Regions from separate parts of the Rattus norvegicus genome. Here region 1 is linked to region 2. The links are chromatin contacts, called in public Hi-C maps. All regions are on one chromosome and are shown on one strand. The core of a region is the stretch at or near the end of the contact, and the rest is flanking DNA. Distances in the headings are between cores, read along the strand shown. Region 1 overlaps Sufu (SUFU negative regulator of hedgehog signaling). Region 2 holds the start of Cuedc2 (CUE domain containing 2).

Region 1 (6,050 bases), core at 1,264-3,763, 110 kb after region 2:
TCTGTAGGGGTACAGCTCTGTATCTCTTGTGGTTAGATTTCTGATCTTTCCCAACTCCTATTGATGTCATGTGAAACCTAGAAGGAACACCCTGGGTATTTCTTCTCGCTTTTCTTTTCTTTATTTTTGAAAAAGGATCTCAAAAATCCTGCTGCAGGATGGCTGGGGTTGCAGGCTTGGCCTCCCTTCATCTTCCCTCCTGATGGATGATATGTTATGTGCATAGTCGGTTCTCTTTTTGGAGTCTTCAGCCACATTTAGCCAAATTAATGTCAGGAACCCCACTCAAATGAACTTTTCAAGTTTCAGAATTTTCAAAAGGCCAGTGGGGTTGAAGGAGGACATTTTTTTCTTTTACCACTTGACCAGGTGGAAGAATGTCATAACTGCTCCTACCCACAGCAGCTCAACTCTGAAGGGCTTGGTCTTCTAACTGCAAAGGAGCCCACTGACTGTGCACATAGAAAATCTGTGCATGTGTAGTATGTTTGCTCGTCTTAAAGAATGGCTGTACCCCAGCCCTTCCCTGGTAGAGTCTGTTTGGAAGCCCTGCTGTAGGGCTGCCGTGTGTGCACATGTGCAGAAAGGCTGGGATGCAAGTTAGTACCACTGAAGCGTCAACGCTCCAGAGTGTCACACCTTTTCCTCTCCCCTAGGAGAAGGTCAAGTGTTTAAAAAGAATTAATTACCCAGAACATATTTTGATTTTGCTCCTGTGCACATCCTCACATTCAGCTGCTTTCTCAGTTTCTGAGTGAGCCTTGCTGTAGGACAGAGCTCTTGCTGTGGCTTGGGGAGTGGGTTCTGTGTGTGTTTGGGGGAGGGGGGGGTTGGTCTCAGGCAGAATCACTGCAGGCTCCTCCTGCTGAAGTGCTCACTCACAACTATATTTGATCCCTTTGAGGGAAAGAACAAGACTGGTCCTCCTCAGCAGGAAGGGAGTCTGCTGCCCTCTTTTGATGGGTAAGTGCTGTCAGGGGGAGGTGGATCTGACTGCAGAGGGGTCTTAGGACACTGGGCCACAGCATAGTACTCCTCAATGTCAGTGCTGGGTGCACCCCTTCCCCAAATGAAGTTAGCATTGCATAGGTGTTTTAGGGCTGCAGAGTAGGCAAATGCCCAAGCTTTCAAATCAGGGTGAACTTAAGGAGGGATGCAGTGGGGACAGTTAGGGAGCCCAATCAGGGATGTGTGATCTTGGTTTCCCTCACTGCCTCAACCAGACCTGGTTAAAACAGCAACCTCTGGAGAGTCTTGTTGCCTGTCCCAACCTCTATATGTTTGCCCCTATTGGACTGCAGCGCATGTAAGGGGAGAGAGAGAGAGAGAGAGAGAGAGAGAGAGAGAGAGAGAGAGAGAGAGAGAGAGAACGCACATGGAGGTCAGAGAACTTGGAGGATGTTGTTTCTCCTCCACCCTGTAGGTTCATCTAGCTTGTTGGCCCCTCTGTCGTATTTCTTGCTTATCACTGACTGTCCCTAGAAGGCCTCTGATCACCATCCTAGGGTACTCAAAACAGTACTTGGAAAGGAACACTTGCTTCAGCCACACAACCCCCCAAAACATTATCTTCCCCCCTAAGCACTTTAGTTCTAAGGGCCAAATTGGGGGTGGGGGGGCTGTGCCTTATTTTCCTTGTAGACCAGTGTGACTATACTATTACACAGAACGCAGACAGCCAGCCCATCATGCTACACGGGGTTAGGATGAATTAGGAACCCTTGGAGAATGTATTCACTCTTTCAAACAATACCTGTTTCCTGAAACCCATTTCCCTAGATTTTGCTAATCTATTATATCCTGATCAGTCAGGCTTCAGAGCACTGTGACTAAAGCTGGACTCTGGGGAGGTGGGGATGGGAAAGGCCAATTTGAGGTGTCCATCAGAGTCAACACTCATTCAGCACTAGGCTTGCAAGCATGTACACACATATACACACATACACACAAACATGTAGGTATCCACACTCCACACACGCGCACAGGGTTTTAAGGGGTTTGCCAGGCAGTAGTTACTGAGGAATGTTCATGTGGACTCATGAGTTCTTTCAAGCAGGGCAGGGCACTGACTGGAACTGGCTTTCTTTAGGCTCTCTGATATCCTGAATACTGAGCATTCAGAGAGGGCTGAACTCTGCTGGCTGACAGTGGCCTTTCATGTAACCTGAGGGCTCACAGGAAGGAAGGAAGGAAGGAAGGAAGGAAGGAAGGAAGGAAGGAAGGAAGGAAGGAAAGAAGGAGAGAAGGGATAAAAAGCCATTTCCCAGCCCCCTACTAGGAATGGCCTTTTATAGGCCAGGCCTGACCCCAGGGATTTCCAGTCCCTCTTGGTGAGGAGGTTTAGGGAACCAGAGAGGGAAGGAGCCCCTCTAGCCCCTGGCTGGACAGCTGGGCCTCCAACCAAGGCTTTATTAGCATTTGAAAAAGGCTCGGAAGGGCCAGAGCTTCCTGGGGCAGCGCTGGGGCCTAGCGCTGAGACCTGTGGTGGCTTCCCACAGAATAGGGCCAAGTGTTCAGGGCATAAAGACCAGGCTGGACTCAAGAATGAGCCCTTTGTGGCTTTGTCCTTAGCTTGAAAACTGTGACCAAGCCTCTTTCATTGTTAAGAAAGACTATTTTTTGGCCACTACAGACCCTGCCATTCTCTGGAAAGTTCTGTTAGTGTGTCATGCTCTCTAAATATTTATTGCAAAGTGAGGCTTTCTTTTACTCCTCTTAATTCAGTAATGCTTTCTGCAGCCTTGGCCACACACATGCTTGGAGCAAGGTGTGTCTGTTGACCCTAGAACAGCAACTTGGCCTGAGGCTCTTTTTGCTTAGGGTCTCTTCACTACTTCCTAAATCAAGCCTGAACACAGTGCTATTTGATTATTCTTATTTAACCATTTGGGTTGGTAACCATTTGTTTTTACATTGGAGTCAATAATGGTTGATGAAAGTCATAGCTTTAAACCTTCCCAACCCTTTCCCTGTGTCCAATCTAAAGTCTTTACTGTCTTATAGAGGCTCTCACTAGACAACTGAGCCCTGGGACAAGCCTGCAGGGTCCAGCCATCTGTTTCATAAACCAGGAGCAACGGTGCCACCTACTGGGTGCTTTCTGTTACTACAGGCTCAGTGGCTGTCCTGTTTTCTGGCAATTACACGTGTGTCTCTGTGGTATTTCAGCACATAGCAGTAGTACACTGAGTACAGACCAGAGGCCTAGGATTGGGCACTGAACCTAAGGTTACAACTAGTAAGGGGCAAAGGCCTCCAAACTCCAGAGTACTGTGCTCTGCTCTTAGAGCCACCAGAGTTCTTTGAGCCCTGTTGATTTTATCTGAGTTTAATATGACTTTCTAATACTTGTATAGCATTGTGAACGTGTTCATTCGCAGTTTTCAATAATCTGGCAACAGTATCAGCTAGAACCTAATGGGTTGTTTTCCTTGTATTGTTTTGAAGCTGTCCGATTTTACTCCATGACAACTGAACAATATGACTCTTCAGTATTTAGTATGAGTATGATGGTATAAAGGTGTTTTGTTTTTAAAGATTTATTTATTTTATGTATATGCATACACTGTAGCTGTCTTCAGACACACCAGAAGAGGGCATCAGATCCCATTACAGATGGTTGTGAGCCACCATGTGGTTGCTGGGAATTGAACTCAGTACTCTGGAAGAGCAGTCAGAGCTCTTAACCTCTGAGCCATCTCTCCAGCCCCTAAAGTTTGTTTGTTTGTTTAAATACATGTTGTGGAGGGAATGTTTGGTAGAATACATGCCTAATGTGTATGTCATGTTCATCCCAGCACTGAAGAAAAAGTAGGTTTGAGTACAGTTAGATTTCTTTAGGGGCTGAGGAGCTGGCTCAGCCGTTATAAGCACTTGCTGCTCTTGCAGAAGATCCAGGTATGGTTCCCAGCACCAATATGGCGCTTACAACCATCTGTAACTCCTGTTCCAGGGGATGGAGAAAAAAAAAATTTTTTTAAGCTTGTTTGAGAAAGGAGTGTGTTAGTGTTGTGGGGAAAATAGATAATAATGATGTAGGGACACAGATAAGGCAGAGCTCTTGGTAGCAGTGCCAAATATTGGGAAGCGTCCCTCTCACTGACAGCCACATGATTCTGCAACTGTGGATAGTAAAATGCTGTCCCAGCAGTATGAGCTGGTTTCCGCTAGGCTGGCTGCTGAGCCAGGGAGGTGTAAAGATGGGCTTGGTTCCTCTACTTTACCCCACTCCAGGATCATCACGCCCTCCGCTTCCTTGTCCTCCACCTCTTGTCTCCTCCTCTTCCTCTTCTTTTTTCTCCCTCCTCCTCTTTTTCACAATAGCTTTTGATAACTCACATAATATATACTTCACAGTTGGAAACCATTATTTCAGTGAGCCTGGAACATCTCCCTAAGAAACGCACATGCAGAACTTTCCCCGCCCGCTCCCTCTCCATCTCCTGCAACTGCTCCCAGTTCTCTATAGCAGTGGCATCTGGCAAGAATACGTGGTCTTCTGTGATCCACTAGCTCCTTTCATTTAGTGTCATTTTTAAGTTACATTCATTTAGTGTGAGTGTTGTGTGAGCTTGTGTGCACACACACGTGTGTATACATGTGCCACAGTACACATGGGGAGTGGGAGAACCGCTTCAGGAACCAGTCCTTTCCTTCTACTCTGTGGGTCCTGGGGATCAAACTTTGGCTCTCAAACTTTCCAGTCTGAGTACTGGAAACTAATCCTAGGTCCTCCCCACGAATAACAGTGCTCTTAACTAAGCACGGCAGCATCTCTCCAGCCCTTTCTTGGTTTTGGTCTTGGATTCCTCCTTAGGGCTGCGATTTTCCCTTTTTTTCCCTGGATTCTGAGCGGTTGAACTGGTCTTCAGGCTTACATAGCAAGCAGGTTGAGCATCTCCCCAGCCCAGGCTGTCCACATGCTTACTGCTCTGTGTTTTCTGTCTTCTAAATTCTCAACCACTTTACTGCTGCATACAGAGAGCACTGTTACCTCCTCATGGCTTTGACTTTAATTTCCCCTTCAAATATATTGAGCCTCTTTTTATGAGCTAATTGGCTGTTGTATCTTCTTTGAAGAAACATTTATTTGGATATTTTGCCTGATTTTAATTGAATTGTTTGTGTCATTAAGTTGTAAGAGTTCTATATATTCTGGGTACAATATGCTTATATTTTATGAGGACTTACCATGTTTTTGGCTTGACACTATTTTTCCATTCTGTAGGTTGTCTTTTTAAAGTTGTGTTTGAATATAAATAACATGAAAATTCTCATCTTAAAACACAGTGCGGGGTTGGGGATTTAGCTCAGTGATAGAGCGCTTGCCTAGGAAGCGCAAGGCCCTGGGTTCGGTCCCCAGCTCCGAAAAAAAGAACCAAAAAAAAAAAAAAAAAAAACACACACAGTGCTATACAGCCATTCCCACCATCATCTTGGGTACTTTCCTCCTCTTCCCAGACTGAACTTTACCCCATTAAACCAGTTCAATTGTCACCCGTCTCAGTGTGACATGACTACACAGAGTGGTTCCCCACCTCTGTCTGACTTCACTTAATGGACGTTCATCCGTGTGGTAGCACAGGTTAGAATGTCCGTCTTCTTAAGGCTACATAGTATTTCATCTTATGTAAATCCCACATATTGGTAGTCCATTGGTTCATGATGGGCATTTGGACAGCTTCCACGTTTTTGCCGCAGTGAGCATTAGCACACAATCTGTTCAAGGCCCTGCGTTCAGTACTTTGGAGTGTGTACCCCAAATTGGGATTGCTGGATCACATGGTAATTCTGCTTTCCAGTTTTTGAGGACCTGCCATGCTGTTTCCATAGCAGCTGTACCATTTGACATCGCCACCAGCAGGGTACAAGGGCTCTAATTTCTCCACATCAGGCACCAATACTTGTCATTTCTGGATTTGTTTCCGTTATTGTTTATAATTACCATTCTAACGGATGTAAAGTGGGCGTGGTTTGATTTGCATTTCTTTTTTCCTTCTTGATGGCGATGGCTACAGCACAAAATGGTTTTAATTTTGATGAAGTTCAAT
Region 2 (6,244 bases), core at 1,186-3,685:
AGCTCCGAAAAAAAGAAAAAAAAAAAAATCAATGACTCCTGTCTGTACAGATGATGAGTGAAACCCACTGAGTTTAATGGAGCAGCCAGAGTTACCTGAGTGAACTGCCCAGTTAGATCTAAGTTCAGGGGATGCAGCTCAGCAGTACAAGGTCTGCATGTGCGATGCCCAAGGCTGGACTCCCCAGCAACTCTCCAGAGTCAATTTAGGGTTAACGCTGAGGATGAGGGATATCAAGATTCCCACAGAATGTAAGGATGTAGCTGTGACAGAACAAGTCATTTGGGAAGGAGGACTGAGTAACTCCCATCTCCCAAGGAGATGACCACACTGTGACCCTTAGCCATGGGGCAGACCTTAGCCATGGGGCAGCCTTAGTGCAGGGGCAGAACACCTTTGCCCAGGCATTCTAGCCCCATCATGCAACTCCCCTGAAAACATACCCCCTCCAGACACTTACCCCACCTTCACACCCTGACTGTTGACAGTGGCCTGGAAACCTCTGCAGGGAAAAAGAAACTTGGCTGCCCATGAAAGCCCAGTTTCTGAGGAAGCTTCTCCAGGGATATATGGGGTGTCTCTGGATTTCTAACCAAAGGGTAGGAGTTGCAAACTGTCTTCAAAGGAAAAGCCTTCTTCCGTCAAGGTTCTGTGGCTGGCTTTTCTGCTAAGGGGCCATCGCCTCTCCTCTTGTTCTTGGACTGATCAAACATGGCCCAGATTTTAGCATCTGCCACATCTCCCTTCCTTCTCTCCCTTCTCTTTCCTCCCAGCTTCCCTGGCATGTCCTTCCTGCTTGGGGTCACTTCCTAATGTTTGTCTCCCCTGAGCTGGGGAAGGCCTGAACTACTAAACTGGCTTCCTGAGTCAGCCTGGGCATCTTGTTTTTGTTCTGGAATAAAATCAGGATTTCCATGGGACTTCTCAAATTCCAGATAATAGCCCATAGGACCCCATTACTTCTTGAGAACCCCAAACAGAGATTACTGTTTGGCGGTAACCTATGAAATGTGACAACCATTCTTTCAGGAGTTCTGCTAAAATAGCTCTGTTGGGGGCTGGAGAGACAGATCAACAGTTGAGAGCACTTGTTCGTGCATTAGACCTAAGTTCGATTCCCAGCACTCACACGGCTTACAGCTGTCCAGAATTCCAGTCCCTGGGGATACAACACTCTCTTTCAGCTCCAAGGGTACCAGGCATACATGTGGTACACAGACATACATGCAAGCAAAGGAGTAATACATATACATAATACATATTACATACATATAATTTGATGAAATACATCTAAAGATAGTAGGGAAAACATCTCTGATGAGGGTGAAAAGCAGCATCTACTGACTGCATATAAAGCACGGCATTAACTTTCTTAATCCTTGTAGCAAGCTTTAAAATGTGGGTAATTCTATTCTGCCTGTTACCTGAACAGAAATGAAGGCACTGGAAATTTGAGAAACTTTCCTAAGGTCACAGGGTAGGTTTAATGGCAGATTCACACAGGGAAAGAAAGCCTGGCACCAGAAGCCTCTGTTAAACACTGCACCACCTCTCACAATGCCAGTGGTGTGGCCTCTCCTGCCTGGCCATCCATCAGTCTTGTCTAGATCAGATTCTTTGCTTGTTCGGCCCCATCTCCCTGTTCAGAACAACTTTCCCCCTGTGCCTCTACAAGCACGATTCTTCAGAAATCACTTCCTCTCTACAGCCAGCTAACTCAGCTACCATCCCCACTGGCCCAAGATGGCTTGAAAGCCTCCCAAAGGAGTGGGTACCGGCCTGCACCCTTCAGACACTCTATTCGAGGGTGCAGGGCTAGAGGGATCCTCTGGGCAACTTGGATTGGAGAATGTAGTATCATGCTACTCCCTCAGAGTGGAGAGGCACTTACTGAGAGCAGGCCACGTGGATGGAGAATTCCTGGGAAGCAATGTGGGAAGGAGCCCTGAGAAGCTAAGGGAGTAAAGGGGTCCTTAGCCCAGAGGTCTTCACTACTTCTTCCGTGCCCTTTAGTAAAGACTCGATGAAGCGTAATGAAGGACTTAGCAAATACTATTTCACCTTGATTCCCACGCCAGGTCTTAGTACCAAAGCCATTGTGAGGAACAAGGGATCCGGCCACTCAAAGTTAGGCAAGTGCACAAACCACGGGAGGTGAAGCACAGAAAGTAGGATCCCCTTGACGGCCGACCCTTGAAGCAAGAGCTTTTTATAACCGTTAGCAGGGCACTCAAAAACTTTCACAATAGCTGCCGGAGGACAGCGATGCAGCAGCCGCCAGTGGAAGGGGGTGAGTCACGTGACGAGATAGGCCTGAACAAACTAGATGTTCCTCCATACAGGCCACGGAGACAATTAGAGAAAGGGGTCCGGCCGACACCCCCCCCGGGGGGGGGTGTTGTAAGGGAACACCATGAAGTGTAGGTACCCTGTGTCAATGCTCTCTGAGACTCTCCTAAGGCTGGAAGGGAAATCACCTGCTCCGTCAGGCGCCGCCGGCGACTTGTCCCGCGCGGTGCAGTTCTTACCCCCTAGCCCCAACAAGGAGACCAAAGGCGGGGCCAGAGCAGTTCCCTTCTGGAGGATGACATGGTGGCCATTTTTGAAGAGGGCAATTTGCCCGTACAAAGGCGGGGTTTCTCTCCTCATTTTCAAATATACCCGCGTTTTGAACCGGCTCCTCCGGCGGCCATTTTTGTTTTGGGTAGAGAGGCATGACTGACTTGTTCCCTTATTGTCCGCTAGAGGTCCGGAACATTTCGGCATTTATTCCTGAAAGATTCCAGGATTTCCTTCCCTGCCTTATTTCCTCGTCACCAGGAGCCCCACCTGGAAATCCTATAGATTTCCCTTTCCTCTTCCTTGTCTTTCCGGTCCTTCTTCAATCTCTGTGGGTCACCGACTGGATGTGGTGTCTCCTATTGCAAGATCTAAAGATCTCCCCCATATTCCAGCATGTGTTCGATCTGGCTTCAAGCCCTGCCACCCAGTCAGCTCTTGGGGTCTCACTTCCAGGACCTTATGTGTCCCCTTTGTCCCTTATAGATGTCTTCCCAAGATTAACGTGGCTTACAGGGTCTTTAGCAGGTGATGAACATTAAATGCTTGAAGTGAGGATAGAACTGAACCCGGGTCCAAGACAGCCTGCAGATCCTCTGCAGCCACAGTGTCCTCTTGCCTACGCTGGCAGGGCTAATAATCTAGAAGAGACAGGGCAGCTATACACCAGGACCCAGTAAGTAAGTCCTCAGCTTCTGCTTTCTCTTCCTGCTACCTCAGCTTCCCCACACTGCTCCTCACCATAGGCTCCCTCCTCCCCAACAGGGTGGGTGACTGCTGAGAAGGAGAAGGAAGGAGGAGAGGGAGGGGCAGGCTTGGCTTCTCCCATAAAAGTACTGTTGCTGCCAGACTGGCGCTGTGAGGGTTAATAAGAGGTAGGTGACAGCCACTTTGAACTCTTGCCAAGCAGGCCTCTGGAAAGGAACCAATGGTCTCCCCCATCAGCCCCAGGCTCCTGCCTGCTCTCCCTTCTGGGTCCCCTTTCCCCCTCCCCTTTACCCATTGCACAATACAGATGACTGTTTATTCCTTACCACCCCCATTCCCGGAACCTACAGGTTTCCTCAGCAGAGCTGCCTCTTGTTCTAACCCAGACCCCTGCATACCCAAGGCTCTACCCTTCCTCTCCCATCTCCCATTCTTGCATGGTTTGCTACTGGGTGTAGCTAGATAGCAGAAAAGATAACCCTGAACTCTCAGGGAATAACAATGCCAAAGATTTCTAGGGGGAACTTCTCTATTCCTAACTCAGACTCTGGGGAGACCTAACTCTGTGCAGCTGGAGTCAGGTTCTGGGGCCTCAGAACAGAATGTGGGCAGAGGGAAGGAACTGCTACAGACTAAAATGTCAGGTAGCACTTCCATGAATCTCTAAAATGGTGGTCCTAAACCTTCCAAAGGCTCAGGCCCTTTAATACAGTCCCTTGTGTTATGGTTACCCCCGACCATAAAGTTATTTTTACTACTACTTCATGAGTGTAATTTTTATTGTTACGAATCACATTGTAGGGGTTGGGGATTTAGCTCAGTGGTAGAACACTCGCCTAGCAAGCGCAAGGCCCTGGGTTCCGTCCTCAGCTCTAAAAAAAAACGAATCACATTGTAAATGTCTGTGTTTTCTGATGGTCTTAGGTGACCCCAATGAAAGGGCCCTTTGATTCTCAAGGGGTTTGCGACCAACAGGTTGAGAACCATTGCTCCAGAAAACCATCTGTTAGATATACACAGCTAATGTGGCCTTGCCCTTAGTTCCTGGTTTCCGGTCCCCTAAATTCTTATTTTCTCTCCTTCCCCAAGGTGGGAGCCAACTTCACTGAGTACTGCTTCAAGCCCCTGTAAGGAAGGCAAGTGTTGCTTGCCTCTTCTCTCCTCTTCCCTTAGGTGACTTTTGTAGGCTGCAGGGTATCCTCGACTGAAAAAGACTAGGAGCCTATGCTGTAAATAACTCTGACTTATAATTCCCCAGGCCCCTGTCTCAGAAGCTGGAATTGGGGTTGAGTTCAGCATCAAGAGGTTCCCGGCATTAGAAACAACGAAAGAACCAGAAGGCTCATGTCTGGGAGTGCACTCATCAGGCACTGAAATAAGGAAGGAGACACTTGGAAAAACGGGTGTGGGGGGAGTGTCCCCAGCTCTGGCTTGAGGTCAGAAAGGACTCTCTGGGCAGCAGGCAGCATGCCCGGTCCTCCCACACCTTCCTCCTTTCTCAGAAGAGCCTGCATGGGTGGGTGGGGCTCTGCCGTGCAGCATGGGGGCCTATTTAAGGCGCTCTGGTCCACCACATTGCTTACTGCAGATCCAGCCCTAGGGATGCCAGAGAAGAGGCTTTGTGGGTAAGTCCTGCTCCTCTCCCGGGACTCAGCAGGGGAGGGTGATTCCTGAGTGGCTGCTTTTGCTGTCCCTCTCCAGGGACAGTGCCTGGCTGTCACTTTAATTCTCCGGCAAATGGAAGCACAGCTCAGGGAAGTTTTCCTCCCCATTCAGCCATCCCCAACTCAAGATCTCTGTCCAATCGGGAGCCTTTCCAGGGGCTGACACTCCTAAGCTACTGTCTTGGAGACCCCACCCCACCCCACACGCAGCCGAGGAAGCTTTTTCAACTGCAGATATGTGCAGATATGTCATCAGGTGCAAATTTTGGCTTTTTCCCCAGTCCCTCAGCCCTCTAGCCCCTATACTTGGCCCATCAAGAGCACATCTGGGCAGGCAACACCCAGCCCCTGCCAACCTCTGTGCCCCTCCCTTCATGCTCTTGTCTTCTAGCTGTGGGATCCCATTTCTCAGCTCCAAGCTCAGCACCCACCAGAGAGAGTGGGCAGTATTCCGAGCTCTCGGGCTATACTGAGTCTCAACATGTCCATGTTAGGGTGTGGAGAACATTTATAGAAGGGGGACCAAGGAGATGGTTCAAGGTACTTACCACAAAACTTGACACCCTGAAGCCCACATGGTGGAATTGAAAAAAAAAGATCTGATCTCACATGCCCTCTGTGCGTGTGTATGTATGTTTGACATCCACAGAAGAGAGCTCTGAAGGGCGGGCAGCATCCAGGCTGAGAGAACTTTGGCCACCTGGCCCTGAGAACTGAATTCCATAGGCTGTGAACTCTAGCAGATGCCCTAGGGACTCAGTTCTGGTGCCTGGCTGTGCTACACCATCGATACCAACGGTTTAGGAAACCAGATAGCTCTTTCTCACAGCTGTCCAGCAGGCGCTCCTGGAGACTCTTTGGCCAAACCTTTTGTTTGCTTGTTTAATTCTGGTTCTTTGAGATGGGGTTTCTCTGCGTAGCTCTGGATGTCCTGGAACTTGCTTTGTAGACCAAGCTGGCCTTAGACTCACAGATCTGCCTTCCCTTGCCTCCCAAGTGCTGGGATTAAAGGCATTAGCCACCACCTCCAGGGTCCAAACATTATTAATAACACTAACTTGGGGATACTCTTCTGCTCAAAGGCTTAAATGGCTTCCCAATCAAATCTCTCCTTGTGTGTGTGGGGGGGAGGGGGTATAGGCTCTGAGACAGGATACCTATATAACTTAGAATACCTATAAAACCCAGCATACCTACATAAGCAGAATATCTACGTCACCCAGGGTACCTATCTAACCAAGAATAACCTTGAACTACCTCTTCCTGCCTCTACCTCCCAAATGTTTACAGACATGCTCCACTCTCTCAGCCCT

What was found. A called contact is a pair of places that touch in the nucleus more often than the background predicts.
Region 1: a Hi-C map of frontal cortex shows a contact between it and region 2, with 1.8 times the contacts expected there. The contact joins the enhancer-like site here to the promoter of Cuedc2 in region 2. A contact is called at or near these places in 2 of 12 Hi-C or Micro-C datasets (frontal cortex and psoas muscle).

Annotation. Positions count from the first base shown.
Region 1 is chr1:255,247,633-255,253,682 of GRCr8, forward strand. The region is part of intron 3 of Sufu (SUFU negative regulator of hedgehog signaling); the gene reads left to right. Among named protein-coding and RNA genes, the nearest start is that of Sufu, 51 kb to the left of the region's middle. Within about 2 kb of position 2,514, at least 29 of the 93 cell types and tissues checked have an H3K27ac peak or open chromatin away from gene starts, as enhancers often do.
Region 2 is chr1:255,139,236-255,145,479 of GRCr8, forward strand. Cuedc2 (CUE domain containing 2) reads right to left here and starts at 2,436. Exons shown (of 9, transcript NM_001079886.1): 1 at 1,892-2,436. It overlaps Mir146b (microRNA 146b), which reads left to right and starts at 5,625; the gene lies at 5,625-5,712. It also overlaps a transcript of C1h10orf95 not described here.